2 separate regions of the Sus scrofa genome follow, and region 1 is linked to region 2. Evidence: chromatin contacts called from public HiChIP or PLAC-seq data. All regions are on one chromosome and are shown on one strand. The core of a region is the stretch at or near the end of the contact, and the rest is flanking DNA. Distances in the headings are between cores, read along the strand shown. Region 1 holds the start of ABHD1 (protein ABHD1). Region 2 holds the start of TRIM54 (tripartite motif-containing protein 54).

Region 1 (3,740 bases), core at 145-2,644, 150 kb after region 2:
ATCAAGGAAGGCTTTGGAGTGTGAAGTGGCAGAGGTCTCTGACCTCTGTGTGGCTGACTGCAAGCAAAGGAAAATGTTAATGACAGCTCTGTTCTGAAATGACTGACTTTCCAAATCACACAAATAAGATTTACAGGGTATTGTGATGTTTGGATTTTTAAAATTGTTTTATTAAGGGAGGTGTATTTTATAAACAATATACAGGATGTATAAAGCTCTGAAAATACAGAAAAGTTTAGGTAACATTAAATTTCCTTATGCATCTTTTTAAGGGCTTGATTCAATAGTTTCTTATTAGACTTAGCTACCTAGAACTGAGTTTAATAAAATTAAGATTTAGATTTTTCTGGATATGTAAATTACGTATTTTATAGATTTTGTTTGTTTGGTCATGCCTGTGGCATGTGGAAGTTCCCAGGCCAAGGATCAAACCCACACCACAGCAGCGACCCAAGCCACTGCAGTGACAATGTGGGATCTTTAACCTGCTGCACCACAGGGGAACTCCTAAATTATATCTTTTATGTAAATTTCAGTGAGAATAAAATCTCCAAGTTCATCAAAATTGTCTTCTTCAGATTTCCCTATTGCGCTATATGCGGAAAGCCTAGAACTTAAAACAGGACTGCGTGAGCAAGGTCAATCAGGATTATCCATTGGTCCTGAGCTAGGCAGGGAACCTCTGCCAGTCCTTAAGAGAGGTGAGGTCCTACTAAGCTGATGGAGTGATGCTGGGAGTTAAACACAACCCCACAGACCGGTTCCTTCATTCAGTGCAACTAATGAGAAACTCAGCTAGACTGGCTAAAAAGAAAAGTAAATGTGCGTAACTCCCGGACACTTTGAGGATGCCTTCCACCCCGCCTTTCTGCAAGTGTTTGTCCGCATCAGAGGCAGTAGCATCCCTCCGATGCCTGAAAGGCCCAGCTGACATGGGACGTACACAGAGAATCTAAGCAGGCAAAGAACCAACTCTCCATTAGGTGATAATTGCAAAGCAGAGCCTGGCTGGAGCACGGGGCAGGAGTAGTCGTGGGGTTGGGGCGTCCAGTTTCACCTGAGGCCGGATGACTCAACCAAGCCACCTCCTACAAAGGGCTTGAGCCCCTTGCTGGAAGCTGACCGCTAGACTCGAATAATCCAAACCCACCGGCGAGAGCTCTGGACCCGCACCTACCTGGGGCACCCATGTCCAGTAGTAGCCCAAGTAGAGGACAGCGCCAAGACCCAAAAGCAGAGAGAAGAGCTCTGTCCAGCTGTTATTCTGTGGGTTCAGGGAAGAGCTCAGCATCTCGTTGCTGGATTTCGCCTGCCAGGTTCTTGACTCGCTCCAGCGTCTGAATTTCGATTAGTCAGCCTGCAGGTGCTCGCGGGGATCCGGGCCCCGCCCACCGCGTACCCGGCGTCGGGCGTGGTGAGGGGCGGCGCTAGGGCGTCCCGGCGGTGGCGGGCTGCCCCAGGCCCCTGCGCCGGGCAGATCGTAGCGACTTGCGAGCGGCCTCCCAGCCTGCGGCCGGGGTCTCGTGCCTTTGCGCCTCCGGCTTCCGCGTCGAGGTCGCCGGCGCTGCAGCCTCTCGTAGGGCCCAGCGGGCTCCCCCACAGCCGCCATCTTGGTGAGGGGCAGCAGCCCCCTCTTTCCTCCAAGCCCGCCCCGGCGCGGAGAGTCAGGCAGCCTGGCCAGAGGCCCCCAGCCCCTCGGTCACACACAGGACACAGCCACTCACACAGTGACGCCCCTCCAGGCCCACAGTGTTCAGCCACTCACAGTGGTCCTCACGCACTGGACACAGTCATTCACACTGTGACACGTACTGTGATACTCAGTAGGTTTCAGCTACTGAGTGAGAAGCATTCCGCACAGAGTCACACACACATAGGTTAAAGTCACTCTTAGAGTGTCACTCCAGGATGGCTCCTAGAATCCCTGTCACGAGTACAACAGATACTTGCTCATCAGCCACTCTGTACCAGGCACTTGGGATGCTGTTCCTGTCTTCACTGGGATACGGAAACAGGTAAGTAACCTACTAGAGCAGTGGCTCTCAACCTTGACTCAAGATTGGAATGTCTGTGAGTTTTTAAAACTACGAGTGCCCAGCCACCCTGCACCTCCCCCCACCACATAGTTGGTCTGGAGAGGCACCTGGCTATTAATATCATTTAAAAGCTCTCTGGGGAGTTCCCATCATGGTGCAGGGAAATCAATCCGACTAGGAATCTTGAGGTTGCGCGTTGGATCCCTGGCCTCGCTCAGTGGGTTAAGGATCCAGCGTTGCTGTGAGCTGTGGTGTAGGTCGCAGACCTGACTGGGATCTGGCATGACTGTGGCTGTGGCCAGCAGCTACAGCTCCGATTAGACCCCTAGCGTGGGAACTTCCATATGCCGCAGGTGTGGCCCTAAAGACAAAAAGACAGAAAAACAAAAACAAAAAACACAAACTCTCTGGAAAACTCAAATGTGTAATCAGGGTTGAACCCCTGGAATAGAGCATGATGCTAAAGGAAGTACTAGCTGCACTGAGAGCCCTGGGGAGTGTGTCCAGGCCTCATGGGTCAGTAGAAGCTTTTCCACAATGCAGGGTGCTAACCACTACAAGATCACACCTTTTTTTTTTTTTTTTCTTTTTTCTTTTTTTCTTTTTAGGGCCATACCTGCAGCATATGGAAGTTCACAGGGCCAGGGGGTTGATTTGGAGCTGCAGCTGCTGGCCACAGCCACAGCAACACCAGATCCAAGCCTTGTCTGCAACCTTCACTGAAGCCCATGGCAACGCGGGATCCTCAACCCACTGAGCAAGGTCAGGGATTGAACCCACATCTTCATGGATACTAGACAGGTTCATAACCCACTGAGCTACAACAGGAACTCCTGAGAAAGTTTTTCCAGATGTTAAATGACAAGACATTTAAGATGAAATCAAAAATATCCCTAGGAGTTTCCACAGCAAGGTGGAGGAAGGGAGAGCATAGCTGTTCCAGGAGAGGGAACAGCACAACCAAATCCTGGATGCGAGAGAAAGAAATTTGGTGTTTCTAGGGCATATGAGGTGGTCAAGAACCAGGTTGTGGGCAGCCGCATAAAGGATGTTAGAATTTATCCTAAACGTGGAGGAAAGCTATCCAAGAATTCTGTGAAGGAGTGGGTGACATGATCAGAGTTACGTTTTAGAGGAATCATTCAGGCTACTCAGAGAATGGATTGGAGAAGGATGAGAATGGAGGCCAATTAGGAGGCTGTTAACGGAACTTAGGCGGGGACCGTGACCACTTGGACTGGGGGCAGCTCAGGAGAGGAGTGAAGACAGGAGGCAGAATTGATAGAACTTGGGAGTATGTTGGAGGTGGGGGAAGAAGGAGGAATGACGAGTGACCCCCAGGTTTCCGACAGCACAGGTTCAAGGATGCATAATGGTGCTTAACCCTGGGATACGGGAAGCGGGGGTGGGGAGAGGAGGTTTTGAGGAGGAAGATGATGCATTCTGACTCTGACACATAGAGGCTGGGGTGCTGGTAGGTATTCTAATTGTATTGTCTTTGATTCTGAATTTGTCTATTTGGCATCCATTAATCACCAGGCTAAACTAAGAGCTATCATTGTTCACATCTCCCCTGTAATCCAGAGGCCATACTCTGAACCACTTCCTTTATCCACCTCTCACACACCAAACCAGTATTTCCCCTGTCCTAAATCAACCCAGGGCAGGGACCAGACAACTAAGGACAGTACCTATTTCCCAAAG
Region 2 (4,227 bases), core at 1,684-4,183:
TGTGGAGGCAACGTGTGAAAAAACTAAATATGCTCATCTTTCAGAGGGAGATCTACCGAGATGTATATACATAAGTGCAGCTGAAGAACTGGGTCAGCCTCCCACCAGGCCGTCCCAAATAAAGCAGCAAGGAAATGAGCTGTTGCCTCCTCTCTCCTTGGAGGGCCCAGGGGTGCCCTGCTCTTTAAAAGGTACACATCGGGCCAGAGCCACAGTATCAACCCAAAGGCCTGGGAATCACGCTGTCTCCCAAATATGCTGCACAGGCTTTGACCCAAACAATCCCCAGGTCTCTCTGGGCCCAGACTGGTATCCAGAGCTTCATGGAATCCAGTGGGTCTGGATACAGAGGACTGGCTTGAGCATCTTCTAGCCTCCGCCTACAGGACCTGTCCCTGGGCCTCTCTGCCCCGTGATACTGTGTGCTGGGCACTTTAACATCGTGACCACTTTTTAACAGAACACGTCATGTTCACTTTCAAAACTTTTTTTCTGGCCATGTCCATAGCATGGAGAAGTCCCCTTAGCCAGGGATCGAACCCACACCCCAGCAGTGACCTGAGCAACAGCAATGACAATGCCGGATCCTTAACCTACTGAGCCACCAGGGAACTCCTCAAAACTTCCTTGCTTTCACCCAGTTTCAGCTCTAATGAAAGGCTATTTTACTAAAAGTTCACAAGAAGGGATGGCTAAATCTTTTTTGCCAGACTCTTCTAAGCATCTCAGTGTGAAGGGTGTTCAGAGTTACTTAGACCGAGGGAAAAACCAAGATGGTGGGCAAGGCATAGCCTCTTGCGTGTAACTCGATGCCTGCGATGAGGAGACATAGCAGTCTAGGCCCCCAGAGAGGGAAAATCACTGACTCTGAGGCTCTCTGGAGCCAGATAATGGCAGGTTTGGATACTCAGAGGACCAGGCGATGGGAATGGGCCCTGAAGGGAAGATGGCAGGAGACACCACAGAGCTCAGTGAAGATGGCAGGCAAAGGGTGGGTTGTGGGGTTACAGCTGTGGAATGACCTAAATTCATCGGCCCATTACCTGCCCTCCAACATGCTGCCTCAAAGAACTTAAAAGGGGGAGTTCCCATCATGGCTCAGCAGTTAACGAACCCAACTAGCATCCATGAGGACGCAGGTTCGATCCCCGGCCTTGCTCAGTGGGTTAAGGATCTGGCGTTGCCGGGAGCTGTGGTGTAGGTTGCAGATGTGGCTCATATCTGGCGTTGCTGTGGCTGTGGTGTAGGCCGGCAGCTGTAGCTCCAATTTGACCCCTAGCCTGGGAACTTCCATAGGCCGAGGGTGTGGCCCTAAAAAGACAAAAGGCAAAAACAAAAAACAAACAAAAAACTTAAAAGGGAAGCATTTTCTTGGTTAAAAGTCATTGTGTTCAACGCATTTCCTCACAATTTCTGATACAGATGAAGAATAGCCTGCAGGATGTTCCTTACCGCTGCCATGCCTGCTAAATCAGCCAGCTCGGGTTTATTCTGAGTATTTACTTCATTTGCAAAGACACGTGTGTGTGTGTGTGTGTGTGTGTCTTTATTCCTCACTCTCCCTAATCTCTGTTCCTTTTTTTTTTTTTTTTTGTCTTTTTAGGGGTGCACCTGAGGCATATGGAGGTTCCCAGGCTAGGGGTCTCCGTTCCATTTTATACATCACTAGAACCTACACCAGGGGCACAGGGCAAGAGAGGAAGCCCATTTATCTAAACCATTCTGATATATGCTGCTTTCATTTTTGAAACCAGGAGCTCAAATGATTATCTGTGAATGTGATGAACTATGCCTTGCTCCACAACCACACGTAAACCCAAACTGGTTACATTCTGGGGAAGCAAAATGTCTTCTCTGCCTTCTCCCTGCTTAAATGACCTCATTCCCTTTGAAGCAGCAGCCCCTCATCTGACCCCTGTAGAGAGGGACATGAGTGAACTTCACTTGGGGAGAATTCCCAGGCTGCTGCCCACAGTCTAACTCTGCCCCCAAAGATGGATGCATTCAGTCTTGCCTTAAATACAAATACTTTCGCTGCTGTCATGGACCTTTCCCACAGGTTTGGGGTTTTTGCTTTTTTTCATTTTTGGCCGCCCCATGACATATGAAGGTCCCGGGCCAGGGATCAGATCTGAGCCGCCGCCTCGACCTAAGCTGCAGTTGAGGCCACACAGCATCCTTAACCCACTGTGCCAGGCCGGGGATTGAACCCACATCCCAGTGGTCCCAGGACGCCACCACTCCCAATGCACCGCAGCAGGAGCTCCACAGGGCTTATTTTTTAATGTTCATTATCTCATTGCTATTTTCTCCAGATTTCCCATATCATTCTCAACATCTCAAACTCCCAACTGGAATGCAGAGTCTAGCACAGACCGTCTTACAGCCTGGTGTAGAATCACTCTCTTTCCAGTTCCTGCGGGGGTCCCCTTTCCTCTGCAGAGCCCAGAATTCCAGTGGCTGTCCACGCACAGGCTAGACTTGCCAGCCTGCAGAGCGGCTGCTGACTCATGCTTACTTTGGGAGCTGCTAGGACCCCCGGCTCTTCTTCTCCTCTTCCGCTGGGACAGCCACCACCCACCTCAGAGAGCACTCCGCCCGTCACCTCCTGGGGCCTCAGTGCTGCCCGGATGAGAAGTCGCCCACAAGCCTGCACGCCTTACCCCACTCTGCCCCTGCCCCGGCCCACCTGGAAGACATCGTTGGCACACTTGCGGCAGAGGTTGTGCTGGCAGGGCAGGATCACCACTGGTTTGGAGAACATCTCCAGGCAGATGGGGCAGATGAGCTGCTTCTCCAGGTTGTCCATGCTGTGTGCATCCCCCAGCAGCGGCTTGAAACCCACTGTGAAGTTCATCCCCTCGGCGATCGTGCCTGCCTTGGCCTTGGCCCTGGTCCTGGCCTTCCCTCACTGCCTCTGGACCCTTCCTCGCTAACTTCAGACAATCTGCGGACTCTTCGGCTCCCTTCTGCTGCTCAGTCCTGAAATAGCTCTGCTCTCTCTATCGTCCCTTCCTCTAACAATTTCTCTCGTCCTTAGATAGCTGTTTGCAGATGCTTCTCTGTCTCTCCTTAGTCTCTGCTCTGAACCCCAGCCAGGCACATGCAGCGTTTCCTAGCCCTCCGTCCCTGAAGGACTCTGTCCCTGGAAATTTCTCCTTTTGTTTTCCAGACGACTCTTGTCCACTCTATGGGCAGCACTGTTTGTCTCTCGCTCCCCAGAGAGGAGATTAATTTTAACGTGGGGGTGGGGAATGAGGGGCAGCTCTGTGTGACATTCCAACTCCCGATTTAGCTCATGTAAGGCGAGCCACAGCTGTCACCGAGTGAGTGACCCTGACTCACTCAGGAATGGGTGACGCCCTTGAGCAAGAGCAGGGGTGGCGTCACTGCTCATGGTGGAAGGTGGGACCACAAGGTGCTCTCCCTCGGAGGGCTCCTGTGAGCCCCTGACGCCTGAGCTCTGGCCCAGGCCCCCTTTCCAGGGCAGTGACACAGAATCTGAATCAGGTGGTATGAGAGCCACCACACATGGCGGAGGGTGGGAAGAAAGATCTTGCCAGACCTCCAGCCTGTCGGTGAAGGTTTCTGCCTCCGAGGCTTAGCCAGTGACCTTGGCCTCTTCCTCTGAACCCCATGACTCAGAAGAAAGGCACCAGAGATAAAGAGAGAGGCTCTGGCCCAACACTTATGGTCCATTTTTGTTCTCGCCCAGACTTTTCTTATATCCCCTAGAAAAAGAAGCCCAGGAGGCTGGAGCTGACAGGTGCGCCAGAGCCTAGAAGGACCTTGTGTGCATGCTCCGAGAGCGTGTGGGTTCTGGTCCATGAACCCATCCCTGGAGCCACTCCAAGGACTTTAAATTTGTTAGGAAATCGAGAGAAGCTGGACTGGACAGAAAGGACCTGGATGCCAGGGACCTATTTTGGGCACCAGAGGAATCAGTCTCCAGGGAAATGTTAGAACACTGACAAAGTCATGAGCACAGTGTTCTGGGAAGCCGAAGCCTCTGTCCCGGCTCGGCAGGTTCCCTGGACGCCGGCTTCCCGCTCCTCTACCTTCCCCGCCTCCTTCTTCTCCATCCCAGGTACCATCTGTCTTTGGGGGACCCAACACAGGCGCTGGGATTGGACAAAAGCTCTTTTATTCACAGACGTGCCTTAGCCCGTCTCCCAGGCCAGCGAGAGACGTTGGAGGAGTTACTAGGCCCTGACCCTGCCTGGATGC

The links. HiChIP or PLAC-seq counts read pairs in DNA pulled down with a chosen protein or histone mark.
Region 1: an H3K27ac HiChIP or PLAC-seq map of skeletal muscle shows a contact between it and region 2. The contact joins the promoter of ABHD1 here to the promoter of TRIM54 in region 2. A contact is called at or near these places in 1 of 5 promoter capture datasets (fetal skeletal muscle), 4 of 47 Hi-C or Micro-C datasets (mesenteric adipose tissue, omental adipose tissue, retroperitoneal adipose tissue and 1 more) and 1 of 2 datasets of contacts at active chromatin or transcription factors (skeletal muscle).

What each region holds. Positions count from the first base shown.
Region 1 is chr3:112,000,733-112,004,472 of Sscrofa11.1, forward strand. ABHD1 (protein ABHD1) reads right to left here and starts at 1,395. Exons shown (of 9, transcript XM_005662672.3): 1 at 1,178-1,395. The coding sequence starts at 1,291.
Region 2 is chr3:111,849,535-111,853,761 of Sscrofa11.1, forward strand. It overlaps TRIM54 (tripartite motif-containing protein 54), which reads right to left and starts at 2,934. Exons shown (of 9, transcript NM_001244359.1): 1 at 2,690-2,934. The coding sequence starts at 2,857. DNAJC5G (dnaJ homolog subfamily C member 5G) reads right to left here. Exons shown (of 6, transcript XM_021087695.1): 6 at 4,045-4,227.